Regions from separate parts of the Mus musculus genome. Here all the other regions are linked to region 3. A link is a contact called in public HiChIP or PLAC-seq and Micro-C data. All regions are on one chromosome and are shown on one strand. Each heading gives the region's core, a stretch centred on a gene start, on an enhancer-like site or on the middle of the called end of the contact. The rest is flanking DNA. Distances are from core to core; before and after follow the strand shown. Region 1 overlaps Podn (podocan). Region 2 holds the start of Lrp8 (low density lipoprotein receptor-related protein 8, apolipoprotein e receptor). Region 3 holds the start of Cpt2 (carnitine palmitoyltransferase 2).

What was found. A called contact is a pair of places that touch in the nucleus more often than the background predicts. HiChIP or PLAC-seq counts read pairs in DNA pulled down with a chosen protein or histone mark.
Region 1: a contact with region 3 is called in an H3K27ac HiChIP or PLAC-seq map of heart atrium, with 6 read pairs. The contact joins the enhancer-like site here to the promoter of Cpt2 in region 3. A contact is called at or near these places in 6 of 39 promoter capture datasets (embryonic stem cells, liver, stem cell-derived epiblast-like cells and 1 more), 2 of 484 Hi-C or Micro-C datasets (embryonic stem cells and rod photoreceptor), 6 of 115 datasets of contacts at active chromatin or transcription factors (embryonic stem cells, extraembryonic endoderm stem cells, fibro-adipogenic progenitors and 2 more) and 3 of 9 other capture datasets (adipose tissue, liver and pancreatic islet).
Region 2: a contact with region 3 is called in a Micro-C map of embryonic stem cells, with 2.3 times the contacts expected there. The contact joins the promoter of Lrp8 here to the promoter of Cpt2 in region 3. A contact is called at or near these places in 3 of 484 Hi-C or Micro-C datasets (CD4 T cells, embryonic stem cells and erythroblasts), 2 of 115 datasets of contacts at active chromatin or transcription factors (effector CD8 T cells and memory CD8 T cells) and 2 of 9 other capture datasets (adipose tissue and liver).

What each region holds. Positions count from the first base shown.
Region 1 is chr4:108,015,640-108,020,526 of GRCm38.p6, reverse strand. It overlaps Podn (podocan), which reads left to right. Exons shown (of 13, transcript NM_172874.4): 11 at 1,585-1,733; 12 at 2,623-2,820; 13 at 4,832-4,887. The coding sequence ends at 2,794. Among named protein-coding and RNA genes, the nearest start is that of Podn, 14 kb to the left of the region's middle. Within about 2 kb of position 1,361, at least 26 of the 459 cell types and tissues checked have an H3K27ac peak or open chromatin away from gene starts, as enhancers often do. A contact at or near this core is called in heart atrium and rod photoreceptor, where this site is marked.
Region 2 is chr4:107,799,350-107,803,840 of GRCm38.p6, reverse strand. Lrp8 (low density lipoprotein receptor-related protein 8, apolipoprotein e receptor) reads right to left here and starts at 1,582. Exons shown (of 20, transcript NM_053073.3): 1 at 1,323-1,582; 2 at 471-590. The coding sequence starts at 1,428. It overlaps Lrp8os3 (low density lipoprotein receptor-related protein 8, apolipoprotein e receptor, opposite strand 3), which reads left to right and starts at 1,777. Exons shown (of 2, transcript NR_168096.1): 1 at 1,777-2,077.
Region 3 is chr4:107,920,447-107,925,296 of GRCm38.p6, reverse strand. It overlaps Cpt2 (carnitine palmitoyltransferase 2), which reads left to right and starts at 1,708. Exons shown (of 5, transcript NM_009949.2): 1 at 1,708-1,982. The coding sequence starts at 1,831.

The DNA of each region.
Region 1 (4,887 bases), core at 112-2,611, 96 kb before region 3:
GTTGCCTGCCTCAGGCACCTAACCCAGCTACAGCTCTCCAGTTAGGCTGCTTATATCCCAGCCAAGCCACCGTATTTCTCAGCTGAACCTCACCCACCGTCCTAGTATCTCACCATTCCTGTACCTGCAAAACACCTGTTCACACAGATTCCTGTCCAGTCTTCTATAGCTCCCTGCTTCCCTGAGGTCCGGGGCCAGACTCCCTGCTGGGGGTTTCAAGCCTCTGTCTGCTCCTGCTCCAGCACACCGTGGCTCTTCTACTGGAAGCACAATACCTGCATTCTTACAGGAGACACCTATTCGTTTGTTCCTTCCTTCCTTCCTTCCTTCCGTCTTAAAGAGTCCCCATATTTGTACTAGACACTGTTGTTCCAGAACTGGGGATCCTATGAGGAAGAAGGGAGTACCACTCTTGTTAGGGTATATCTAGGACTCAGCTTGAGTGTCACCTCGCCTAGAACACATTCTTACCCTTTAGCGGGGACAGGCAGGTTAGATACCTCCCCGAGCCTCAGCCTGGTAAGCAAGGCAAAGGGGATTCCCCCTCACACTGAGTCTTTTGACTGGCAACTTGCTCTTTTTGCCTCAAATCCACCCTGTGCTAATGCCCTGGAAAGCATTTCCTGGCTCAGAGCTGGATGAATCCCTTCCCCACTCCCTGATTACAGCCAAGCCCAAGGTTGTTTTGTCAGGCTCTGGTCCATCTCCACAGCCGGACTGGCTTCCTGAATGTGGAGATGGTGTCTCACGGAGTCCATGCTCTGGCACCCATGGGCACCGAGTGTCTCTGGAATGAATGAGGGAGGGACTGACAGCAGAGACTGAGGACAGTGCCAATGGCTGTGGAGACAAAATGGGAAACAAGCCCTGTGGGCCGGGGAGGTGACAGAATTGGAAGTTCTGGGCTTTAGTGCAATGCTGATGCTAGCTTACCAAGCTGTGTGGGATGTGAGCCTATTGGATGACCCTGTATCCCAGCCTCTTGAGATAATGAAGGAGCGTACAGATCATGTCGTCCTGTCCCAGGGTAGCACTAGGGTGGGTCTGGAGAAGGTGCATATGAGAGGTAACGAGGGTGACCACAGAGCCAGTGTGTGCCAGGCCCCCTCCCCCACTTCCCTGGCTATCGCTCCTGGGCTTCAGGCACAAGGTGACTCAGAGCCTGACCAGCCTGGGGCCTGCTGGTTGTGCCAGGGTTTCTACAAACCTTGTACCCGCTTTCCTAGCCCCTGCACATGTGACCTGCATGTGTGGATCTTGATGTGTTTAATCTGATGGGAGTGACAGGTAGACTGAAGAGGAAAGCCTGTGTGACAAGCCTGTGACATGCAAGCAGCTGGGCTATGACTTCATGTGCAAAGGCAGGAGGGAGTGGGCAGGACCCACGTCAATTAGAACAAGTGTGTGGAGTCTGGCTCAGCACATTCCAGCCTCTTACAAAGGGATTAACCTCGCTGAGCTGTTTCTCCACCTGGAAACCGTGGTTGTCAGACCCCTCCCCTCACTAGAGATCGATTGTGGCTTGGTAGGAGTCTGTGAGCTGGTAAGTCCTTGACACGCACATCCCCCCCCCCCCCCCTGCAGCTGCTGGACATCGCTGGGAATCAGCTCACAGAGGTCCCTGAGGGGCTCCCCCCATCTCTGGAGTATCTGTACCTGCAGAATAACAAGATTAGTGCCGTTCCTGCCAACGCCTTTGACTCCACTCCCAACCTTAAGGGGATCTTTCTCAGGTAGGAAGTCCCTGCCGCCCTGCTCTCATCCAGACAGCACTATAACAGTAGAGGGACAGCTGAGAGCTGGGGGAACAGCTGGCAGCTAGAGTGTGGGTGTGGAGCCTGGCTGAGTACACTGCAGGACCCCCACAAGCCCGTGCCACCTCAGCCCCCGAGAGTGAGCATACCCTGCCAGGCTGCAATGGCTCACAGGTCTGCTAGTGGCATCAGAAACATTCAAAACAAGTACAGGGTGCTGTTGATGCTAATGTGGTACAGGAGGAAGCCCAGAGAACATCTCACGAGTAACCCCCAGCTGTGAAGACATGGGTGACAGCTGTGTTCAGTCAGCCAGGTGGGGCTCAGGTGTCAGACCAAGAACACAGACGCCTGGGGCCCCACTGGGCTCCGGGGTTAGGACTTCAGAGAACTCAGACCTCACAGACTCTGGCTTCTTCTCAGATGCTCCCCCACCCCCCATTCCAACTCGACCCACTCAAATCAGAGAGAAGACAGAATAGAAGACAGGCCCAGGGTGGTGACACTGGGTGGTATGACCCGGCCTTCAGTGTTGGGCTGAGTACGTTCCTTACAGCTCAGCCAGGCCTTGCCTGTGTGCCAGTCAGATCTTGAGGTTAGTGGGGAAGGGCAGCAGAGGCATCTCTCTGCACATGAAGTGACTATGCATAGAAGGAGACATTCCTTGCCTTTGCCACCCCCTTCCTCCAAGCTAACGGTGTCCTGACAGATCTCTTTGTCAGGGGTGTACTGTGCTTCTTCACGCACCCCCTTCAAAACTTGCTGTAGCACTCCCAAATACCACCCCTCCCCCCTTTCCCCTCTGAGCTGGGTAGGTGTGAGGGCATCAGCCAGGCCTCCTGCCGCTGACCCATGGACCACCACTCAGGTTCAACAAGCTGGCTGTGGGCTCCGTGGTGGAAAGCGCCTTCCGGAGGCTGAAACACCTGCAGGTCTTGGACATTGAAGGCAACTTTGAGTTTGGTAATGGTTCCAAGGACAAAGATGAGGAAGAGGAAGAAGAGGAGGAAGAGGAAGATGAGGAAGAGGAAACTAGATAGGACAAAGTGACATGGATGAAACCCAGGTGGGTGGTCTGTGCGGGTGTGAAGGCACCTCTCACCACTCCCTGCTGTCCCTGACCTGCCTTGGCTTTCTGTGTGTCAACTTCACCCTGTCTCTGTTCTATCCCTTCATTTTGAAAACCTGTCATTTCGTTTGCATGCAGGATTGCACCATGTGAGGTGTGTGTGTGTGTGTGTGTGTGTTTGTATGTGTATGTATGTGTGTATATGTGTATGTGTGTTTGTATGTGTGTGTATGTGTGTATATGTGTGTATGTATGCGTAGGTGTATGTATCTATGTGTACATGTATGTGTGTATGCGTGTATGTGTGTGTGTATGTGTGTGTATGTGTGTGTGTGTGTGTGTGTGTGTGTGTGTGTATGTGTGTGTGTCTGCTTGCCCACAGAAGCCAGTTTGTGCTAAGGCATTTACTCTAGCTCAGGGAGATGAGTACTGTGCTGGGAGATACTCTGGGGTACAGAGACTCCTAAGTCTGGGGCTCAGAGGAAAGGCCTGGGCTGGAGATGGGAATCTCATCACTGTAGGCCTTGAGATAGGGCTAGATACTGAGGGGCTAGAAGAGCTTGTCTAGGGCAGGGAGGGAGGGGACAGCCATAGGTAGTTAATACATACACATACATGTAACACAAGCATCTACACATGTGTACATATATACATACTTTAGTCCAAGACACAATCATAGGCCCATATCTGTGTGCACACATGTGCCTATGGATATATGCATGGAGGTGTGTCTGGGTACCTATTCACACAGGCTTACATATGACCACACTCACACACACACTTAATACATTCATGGACTTCTCTAGATGTAGGGGGTAGGGGACTAAAACTGCTTCAGTACTCAGAGTCTGGAGGTGGGTACTGCTGTCCATAACTGAATGTGTCTACATGGAATGCTTGTGACGTCATAGGGAGCAACTGAGGGAGAGGTGGGGGTGGAGAGGATGACTGGGAAGGCAGGGAGTGCAGTAGCCAAGGGGAGGCCACGTAAAACTCAGGTAAAACTGTTTGGCACTCCTTTTGGCACTGGTGGCAAGGATGCTCATGGGATATGCTGTGGAGGGAGGGTAGTGCATTGAGCAGCATGGGTATGAGGGCTGCTGGAAGGATTGCAGGAGGTTGGTAACTGTCCCAGTGTGGAAGGAGGGCCAGGGAACTGAGTGGCTGCCGTCACAGTCAGGCTTGATGGTTGGGTCCCAAATCCCATCAGCCCGAGGACCTTGGCTTTCTATCCATGGCACAGAATTGGATTCCTTATGGCTGGCTTTTTGTTCAGGTTGTGGCACTAGGCTTGGTAAGAAGGAGGGGCAGATGGACATATTGGTAGCAGAGGCATGGGGAGGAAGCTGAAACCTGGGAGGTGATAGCAAGTGTCCAGGCAGAGAGCAGTGATCGGAAGGGCTAAGGTTAGGTAGGACTTCAGGGAATGTGCTGGGAACTATGAGGCCAGGGTGTGGCCATGGCCACAGTGAGGATATTGACTTGAAGTAGAACATGGAACAGAGGGGAGCTGGTAGTGGGGGGAGGGGGGTTGTTGATATATAGTGACAGCTATGTGGACGGATGATGGAGACAGGGTGTCCACTCATGAGAGCAGGATTTGTGACAGGGCTGTGAGCCTGGAGGGGCAAACCTGACTCCAAGGCCAGCCGTCGAGGTAGAGTCTCTGTCCTGAGGCACAGTCCTTAAAAGCCAGGGGTCGGCAGGAAAGGGTGATTGCTATCGCATGAGGACTGCTGGTTCTCATGAAAAGGACTGTGGAGTTCTGGGGTGAGGGAGAAGCTTCCCGCTTTGTGGAATGTTGGCCATGGTTAAGTCAACTGAATGGACTGCTGGAAGAAGCCCCAGGGAGCTCTGGATTCAGAGCTGGGAACCTCCTGGTTCTACACTCCCAGGGGCTCCTCCTTCTTCCCACTCACAGCAGCCTGGCTTCTGACACCCCCTTACTTTGATCCACTTCACCAATGGCTGGTTGTAGCTAGTCCTGACTCTCCAACATGTTCCACAGGACGATGGACTACCGGACTCCTTTCTGCAGCCCAGGCCTGTGCCCCATGAGCGCCC
Region 2 (4,491 bases), core at 333-2,832, 120 kb after region 3:
CAGGGCAGGGCCTAGAGCCCTTTACAGCACACCGTCAGCCCCAGGATTGGCCGCTCCGGCCACAGGCCTATGGGGTGGTCCTTGCGCAGCCAATCAGTGGCCCCGGGGAGCCCATTCATTCATAAAACCGAGCAAGGAAAAGCCCCTCGTGGCCCGAGCTGCGTGGAACTTTGAAGTGCGCGCTCCCAGTGAGGCCCAGATTGGGGATCCGATCCATAGAGCTAAGAGGTGTGCAGGGGCTGCCGCGTCCACGCCCACAGTCTCGGGCTAGTAGCTTCAGCAAGCCGCGCTGGGCTCCACCCTAAGCAGGACACGCCTGCCACCCAGCTCCCGCCGACAGCTGAGCCACCCATCCCAGAACAAGGCCGCCAGCCTGGGGCAGGTGGCCCCATGACGGATGCAGCCACGTGCGCAGCGGAGCATGATCCCCCCCCCCCCCCGTTTCCCCTCCCCTGGTCGCCGCGACTCACGGCAGTCGTCCTCGTCGCTGTTGTCCGAGCAGTCGTTGTCCTCATCGCATCTCCACACCAAGGGAATGCAGCGCTCGTTCCGACACCGAAACTGGTCCTCTTCACACTCCTTGACTGGCCCTGCGGGGGTTGGGGGCGGTGAGCTGGGTCACTGCACAGGAGCCCGCTCCCCACCCTGCAGCCCTGGCTGCCGAGAAGTCCAGCGGGTATGGGAAAGGGGGAGATATCGGTGAGCTCTGGATCTCCAAGCACCTTAATTCCGAGAAAGGACAGGATGCCACGGGTCCTCCACTGCAGGACCGACTGATGGCACAGCGAGACCCGACAAGCGCTTAACGGCCCGTGGCTATACCCCGCCTTCAGACACATTCACCCTTACACACAACGCCAAGTCAGGTCCACACAAACCTAGTCTGCGGGAAGCCCCGCACACTGGCGACACGCACCCGGTGCAGGGGCTCAGTCCCTTCACAACCTGTCAGTCTCCTCGGCCCACAGGGGTCCCCGGAAACGCATTGTCAGAAAAGACTGTACCACTTCGCTCATCGCCGCTATGGAGCGCGCGTGTCAAATTAAACCAAACCCCAGACCCTGAAGGACTACCCCCCGCAAAGTTCACGGGCCGGGGGGGGGGTGCCCGGCGCCCATCCCCCATTAAGAGGGTGCCCGGAGCTGGGGTAGAGCTTCGGTAACCAAAACCGTGGGGGTAGCGGGGAGGAGGTCCAAGGCAAATCCAGGGAGCTAGGGTCCCCGGAGCCTCTCTATCGGGACCTCGCCGTACAGCAACCCCCACCGCCGGCCGCGCTTTGTTGGTTGGCGGCTGCGAGCCGGCCCGGGAAGCGCCGTACGCACCTTGGCCGCCCGGCAGCGGATCCGCTGCGGAGAGATGCTGAAGCTGCAGCAGCAGCAACAGCAACAGCGCCAGCGGCCGGAGCGCGCCCAGTTCTGGGCGGCCCATAGCGGGCCCGGGGCTCCGGCCGCCGCGCCCCGAGACCCCCGCGCCGCCGCCGCGCCTCAGCCCGCCAAGTCCTTGCCGCGGCGCCGGGGCTGCCGCTGCCGCCGCCGCCACCACCACCGCTGCCGCCCGCCCCGGCTCCCCGGCTGCATTTCAAGCAGGTTCGGTGACGCTCGGCGGCGGGGCGGGCTCAGGCTGGGCGCGCGGCCCCGGCCCTGGGCAGCCGCCGCCGGCGCGCGCGCTCCCTCCCGCCGCCGCCTCCGCCCCACGCTCCTCCCGCCGCCGCCTCTTCTCCTCCCCCGCCTGTCCTTGTCCCCTCCTCTCTCGGTCCGAGCCCCATGATCCTGCTCTGTGTGCGCGCAGGTGCTAAGAGCTGTAGACGCTAGGACGAGCCCGGCTAGGCTCTGGCCCCCCTGGTTTCCCCGTGGAGGTGGCAAGAGGGTGAGAGAAGGAGGCGTATGGAGGAGAGCCCGAGCTCGGGAGAAGGAGACTCACAAGCCGTTGCAGTGAACGCGCAGAGCGCGGGAAGGCTGAAAGCATTGCCAGGGAGAATCTAGGGGTGCTGGGCAAGACCTGTCATAGCTTCAGATTAGATGAGTCGCTTTCTGCGACCGTGTGCATCTGTGATTATCACTGTGTGATCCTGAGAGAGGTGAGTGTCTGGTGCACAGACTGTTATCCATATTCATCCTTCTCTGTTGGACCCCGCAGAGGAGCAGATCAAGGGCCCTGAAGACATGGCAAGGTAACCCTTGCTGCTGCAGAGAAGGGCAAGGACTGTGGAGGCCCAGATGTGTCATCCTTGCCGCCAGAGGCAGCACATCTAGTGTCTCTGGGCTCCACTAGCCTCTGCACAAAGAAGGCCCCTCCTCTAGCAGTGCGACCCCACCTCCCCTACTCTTCCTTGTCAGAAGGGCAACGCTTAGACTGGATTTCAGCCACCTGCCGGTGAGCCTGGCCCAGCAGCACAACAATCTCAGAGTGTGATTCTTGGGCACGGGTTGTAAACCAGGCCCGCGCGAGGGTGCCAAGGCCCAGTGTTAAATAGGCCCTCTCTCTTCAGAAAAAAAAAAAGGAAGAAAGAAAGAAAGAAAGAAAGAAAGAAAGAAAGAAAGAAAGAAAGAAAGAAAGAAAGAAAGAAAGAAAGAAAGAGAGAAAGAGAGAAAGAGAGAAAGAGAGAAAGAGAGAGAGAGAGAGAGAGAGAGAGAAAGAAAGAAAGAAAGAAAGAAAGAAAGAAAGAAAGAAAGAAAGAAAGAAAGGGAAAGAGAGAGAAAGCAAGCAAGCAATCGTGGAAGCTGTGATTCCTATGCCAAGCTGGATGGGTGCACAGCCCCGCTAGGTCAACAGTCCTCTCAGTCTCATATCTTCCCCCGCAAAGGGTAGCCCATGACAATAGCTATGGCAACCACAGACCTTGGGAAACCACAAGTGCATCATCCTTTGGTCACGTTAAGGCTCCATGGGTCTGGAAGTCCTGGCCACAGTGAGGGGAAGACAGACCATCAACAGAAGAAATCTTACACAGCATGTGCTGTGTGTGTTGTGCCCAAGGCTGCAGCATCGTAAATAAGGTACTTCCCCAACCTCCCGATGTTACATATTAGTTAGAAGAGAGAAATACAGAAGAAGAAAAAAAAAAAGAGTTCTATCACACTATCACAGCATCATAGTTGTGATGAGAAAATAAACAACATGAGAGCACGGAGGTAAGTTAGAGAGGCGATCATGTTTCACTGACAGCGAGGAGCCTGACCACATGACGGTCAAACGCATGCTATTCTTGGCAGAGGGAAGAGCAATGGAGACACATCCCATCGTGGTAAACTAGTGATGGGAGAAGTAAGCGCATGGTGGTGGGGAGGAGCTTTGGGGAGTCCACAAGGCCCAATCACAGGATAGCTTTGTAGGCCACAGTAAGGAGTTTGGATTTTGTCCCAAGCACAATGATACCCACTGCGACACCCTCGAAGGTTAGGATGGACCCCCTCCTGCAACCCAGATTCACCTGTCCAGCCTCACATGGCTTCTGCTCTGCACTCCTGGGAAACTCAGTCCCATTATCGGGCCTCAGGGAAGCTGGGAACTAGGCAGTCTTGATGGTTCCTTCTGTGCTAAGATGTTTGCATGGGGTAAAGTTTAGGCTACAGCTCAAAAGGATAAGAGCATTGGCCTTTGGGTCTGGGCCTGCCCTTCCTTCCCTGACTATATGGACATGGTTGCTTCCACTTCCGTGGTTCAGGTTCTCCGTATAAAAGATGGCATGGGGGGGGGGGTCGCAGTGCTCACCACACAGGCTGAGGTGAGGTTTAGATTACATGTGGTTGCATGAGAGTCATGTCCAGAGCACAGTAGATGCCTAATGAACATTAGTTACTGTTACTATTATCCAAAACACCCTCCTCAAAAACCTCTGATAACCCCAAACCTCAAAAAATACAAATTGCCCAGCCTGGGAATATAGCTCAGTGGGCAGTAGCTCAAAATTTGAGCTACTAGGGGGACTACAGTAGGAGGAGCACAAGTTCAAGGCCTGTCTATGGTACAGAGAGTTTTCAAAAACCAGTCTGGGAGGCCTCCACAGCAGGCCCACGGGCCTGCTCCTCACACCAGCCTGCTCCTCACCTGCCCCTGAGAGCTGGGTTTCAGACCTCTTCCGACCTGTACCCTCTTCGTGGGACATTCACCTGGGCTGGATCTGTCCAGCCCTAGGCCTCTGTAAAAAGCTTCTACTCTCTCTACAGAAACTTCTGGAGAAGTTTCCCATGGCCCTGAGGGCCAATCTCTCTGAACTACTGTTAGATCCACTTCTGTGCAGAGGCCTCAGATCAGAAGGGCTTCCTAGTCCCTGCTTTGTCTCCACTGGTGGCTTGTTAAAGAGTGGTGTGGCCCCACAAGTTTGCCCCAGGACCAGAAAGCTTGCTCAGCTGTGGGGGGTCATAAATGACAAAACTCCATTCCTGCCCTTAGGGCTCTCTGGTCTAAGGACCAAGACAGCTCTGGATAGACAGTGATGAAGTCACAAGAGGATGAGCAACCCAGAGAATGGGTTGTTCAGGGACATCAGGT
Region 3 (4,850 bases), core at 459-2,958:
TATTTTTAAAATTTTGTTTTAAAATTGCCATTTTATTATGTTGTGTGTGGAGGTCAGAGGACATCCTTCACAAGTCTGTTCTCCTTTTCCACCATTGTGTCTCAGGGACTTAACTCAGATCATCATCAGTGCCAAGGACCTTACTCCCTGAGCCATCCCACCCGTCAACATCGAATCAATTCTCAGGCCTCCACCTTCCCAGTGCTGGGATTACAGGCATGCACCACCATATTTGGTTGGTTTATGTGATACTAGGGATCAAACCTAGGGTTTCATGCATGCTAGGCAAACACCCTGCCCACTGAGTTACATCCCTGGTTCCCACTAGCTTTGAATTCTGTGCTTAGCTCTTCAGTCAATGAAGAAAAGTTCTTCAGTATGGAGCTGGTAAGTGAGTTTCCTGTTTAACTGCTGGTCATCTAAATAAGGACAGAGCCCGAGAAACAAACTCAGGTCCCCTGAACTCCAAATCCAGTGCCCTTTGGGATGTGTTCCAGCTCATGGCTCTGCCTACCTACTTATGGAACAGACAAAATGTACTTGGCTGCTTCAGATCTACAGGGTCCTGACAGACAGCTGGAGCTAAAGGAAGGTTGTGTTTCCAGAATGGAATTCTGTTGTGCTTCAAGTGAGAATAATTCACTATGTAAAATAAGTGGTAGCAGAACCTATTACTTCTTTAGCTACAGATGAGGCAGAGACCAGAGGGGTATGGTATATGTTGCTTGCCTGTGGTGGTTTAGCGATGGATGGGGATGTTCACGTTCAAGAATCTTTGAATTCCTGAAAAGTTTGGGACTTCAGGACCCATGTGTGCTGACAGGTAGCCTCCTACGGTGGACTGAGGCTAAAAGACACCCAGAACTAGAGGACAAGGGTTTCCTCTTGGTAGGGAACCTGTTTTGTTTTTTTCCTTTGAAATATTCAATCTGAAAAAGGATGCTCATTTCTGGTTCCTGTACATTCTTTTTCCTTCCTTCCTCTTGTTTTGATTAAGACACAGTCCCGTGTAGCCCAGGATGGCTTCCAACTCGCTATGTAGCTGAATATAGGCTAGAATTCTTGACACTCTGCCTCTGCCTCTCCTTCAGATTACAGGCATGCACCCCCAATTTCCAGTTATACATTTTTAATAATATTTTTATTAGATATTTTCTTTACATTTCAAATGCTATCCCGAAAGTTCCCTATCCCCCCCCCACCCCACCCCACCCCCACCCCCCCCCGCCCCGCGAAGCCACACACTTCAAAGACTTCAGGCTTGGGGAATGCTACACGGACCTAGTATGAGTAAAGTATTCTGCCTAACAAATTATATTGGTGAAATAAGTATGACTATTGTTCAGTAAATCTAGAACTGTGGAGGCGTTTGTTGATCTTGTTCTCTACTTAGAAGACAAAGGTTTGAAATGTTCTTGGTCTCTAGAGACCAAGCCTTGACAAGGATAGGTCTGCCAAATGCCAAGTTTCAGCGTTTCTTTTTTCTCTACTTTTGATTTCTATCCAGTTCTGTGAAAGGAAAAGAGGTTAGCTTCAGAGTTACATGCCTGCCACCTTCGGGCAAGAAGCTGGGCTTACTATAGTTTAGAGACCGCTTCCGGCCCAGGTGGGCGTGGCCGCCTCTTGGGCGTGGCCACGATGTGGGCGGGCTCTGGGAGAGGCCAAGTGTGGGCGGGGCCACCGCCTATCGGTGCCCGGAAGTGCCCCTGTGGGCGGAGTTGAACTGGACGTTAAGTCTCTACGGGTGTCCCGGGCCTGAGGGCAGCGGCCTGCTTGCTCGGGAACTCCCTCAGCCACCGCGTCCTCAAGCCGCCATTGCCGCCCGGGACGATGATGCCGCGCCTGCTGTTGCGTGACTGGCCCCGGTGCCCCTCGCTTGTCCTGGGAGCCCCTAGTCGGCCCTTAAGTGCTGTCTCGGGGCCCGCCGAGTATCTGCAGCACAGCATCGTACCCACCATGCACTACCAGGACAGCCTGCCCAGGTGAGCCCAGCCTCCTGGCCCCGGCCCAGACCCGACTCCTGGTGCTTAGGACTTGCCCTGAACCTCCGGCCCTGGAGGCAGTCACATTCCCCAGCTTGGAAAGCCTGAGACTTTGAAAATTCCCTGGCTCAGAAGATTCAGAAACTTTAAAGTCTCCTCCGCAACCCTCCCGTCTACAAGTTCATCTTGAATCCTACAAACTCCTGCCCGCTCCATTAATCTTTCAGACAGCTATCCTGAGCCCTACACACTTAATGCCTGAAAATCACCCGAATCCTTTCTACTAGGGTGGTCAATTCCTTGTTTTGTTTTGAGGGTTTGTGTGCCCTAGAACTAGCTCTGTAGACCAGGATGGCCTATTAGAGATCCTCTTGCTTCTGCCTGTAGAGTGCTGAGATTAAAGATATAGGGCACCCCCATTGAGGGAGGATAGCCAGTTCCTAACATGGGTCTCCCTCGGGTCAGTGTCCCCTATTCACCTTTACCTGTTGCTGAGAACACCCAGCCCACTCCTCTTCCAGTACCTGTTCTGGTAGTGTCCCATCGTTGCTGCAAGCACATCTTTATCCTCATTTTAGCATTCTCCATCTTCTGCTCCATCTTCTAAGGTCAGCCTTAACCTAGAACTTTTTCATACCCACCAAACCTTCCTCAGCACTCTTTCGGGTGGTCCCCAACACCTCACCCACACTACCTGACCTATTCAAACAGCCCTAATAAGTGTTCCTCCATGTCCGTCACCCCCTGTCCCCAATACCCAGTACTTCCTTAAATCTGGAGTCTAGTTTTCTCGTTGATCTCTCAGCTTTGTTCTAGGTTGCCAGAATAGAAATTACCTTCACTCTAAGCCAAACCTAAATTGTCTTTGCATTCATTGTTTATTTCCCAAACCAAGCTCCAAACCTGTTTCAAATCCCCCTCACTGTCCTGGCCCAGCTGCCAGTGATCCTTCCTGCTCCATCCGGGAAAAGACACACATTGTACCATGGTATTGTTCCCTGCTGTGGGGTTTGTTTTCCTCCGTGTCCAGCAGTTATTTAACCCAGTGTCATCTGCCCACCGTGCCTTCTCAGCAAGAACCCAGTGTGCTTATGTGTGAGACCAGCTACAGTGAGGTTATCTGAATTCAGCAGGACGGAGGGGGAAAGAGAAAGGGACTTTGCTATTGCAGGATGAGGGTGTGACCTGGCTTCTCCAGACAGCCTGTGTGAGCTGCATTAATATGTAGGGGAAAGGTGAGGGCTTGGGAAAGAGAGTTTTCATTTGCTGAGTCAGATGGGCACTGACTTTCAGGCAGGCCTGTGCCTTACCCAGGTTTAAGATCAGGTGGACTGTCGGTAGTTTAGAATTGGAAAACTGTAAGAATATTCAACATAGTTTAGTCTTGTCCACAGCACAAACGTCTGTAAGATCCTGGAAGTATAAATAATATTGCTTGTCAGGTGTAGTGGCAGGTTCCTGGAATTATAAATACTATCACTAGTCAAGGGTAGTAGTGCATACCTTTAATCTTAGCATTCAGAAGGTGGAGGCTGGCTGTGAGTTCAAGGCCTGCCTCATCTATATTGTGAGTTCCAGGATAGCCAGAGCTACATTTTAGAACCTGTCTTGGGAAAAAAGCCAACGAGCCCCTTTCCTCCAAAAACAAAACCAACAAACAAAAAACAAACCAATCCACCCTACTACTGTATGCTCTCATGGAGCAGCCGACGTTCCTGGTGCTTCATCGTGAAGTGGGAGTTAGATGAGAGACTTTCTGTGTCAGCAATTCCGAGCTAGTAAAATATACTCTCTCTCGATGTCACACTTGGCAAGGAGCCCTAACCTTGAGGTCAGGCAGAACTTCGTTTCTGATGTGTATTTGCCATTAGGGCTGCAGTTTTGCAGTTAAAGAGCCACAGTCCTCAATGAGGTGAATGGCAACACAGCTCTTTGGACTGACTATTAGGAGGCCCTTGGGATAAGGAAACCATTGCCACACCCTCTGTTCCTCCTTATCACTGCTTCATTTTAGCCTCAGTGGCCTTGGACTCTGTCTAGAAGGAGCCCTGGAATTATCATCTGCTTAAACTTTTTCAGGTGCTGTGGGTTTTGTTCTTGTAGATACTGAGAGATGCATATCAGGGGTATAGAGAAATGGCTCAGTGGTTAAGAGTGATCGCTGCTCTTGCAGAGGACTTGAGTTCTGCTCCTAGTACCACATCCAGTGGCTCCCAATTGCCTGTAACTCCAGTTCCAGGGAGGAATTAGAATTAAACACGCCATACAAAGCCCTTGTGCAGGTTTGGCACAGAATACTCAGTAGGCATTCATAAGCATGGTAACTGGAACAAGATGGCAACTGATGTGCTCTGTCAGTGACTTAATGTTACGGTGGGTGAGGGAAGCCCCATAGAGGAGGTGACACTGATCTAGAATTTGACGTTTACCAAGTGGGAGGAAGAACAGAGCTGCACATCAGGAGAAGGTGCTGAAACAGTGTTGTACATAGAGAGGTCGAGAGGTAGACATTAGCACAGAGCTACACCATTTAGGCCTTGCTGGTTTGTGGCTGGAATGGTTAGTGGGGAGAGACCTTCTGGGGAGTTGTATTAGATCTACAGTGGAACCATGATAATAAATGCCAGTTATCTGCTGCTTCTCATTTAACCACCTACAGTGATAGCTGGTGTTCAAACCAATGGGCACCTTCTGTAGGGAACCCATGTGGGAGACAAGAGTGGTAGTTATTAGGAATAAATAAATCAGAAACCAAGTTCATCTGACCTCAAGGTCAGGGCTCCTTGCCAAGTGTGACATCGATGAGTGTCAGAGAGAATATATTTTACGAGCCCAGAATTGCTGACACACAAAGTATCTAACTCTCAC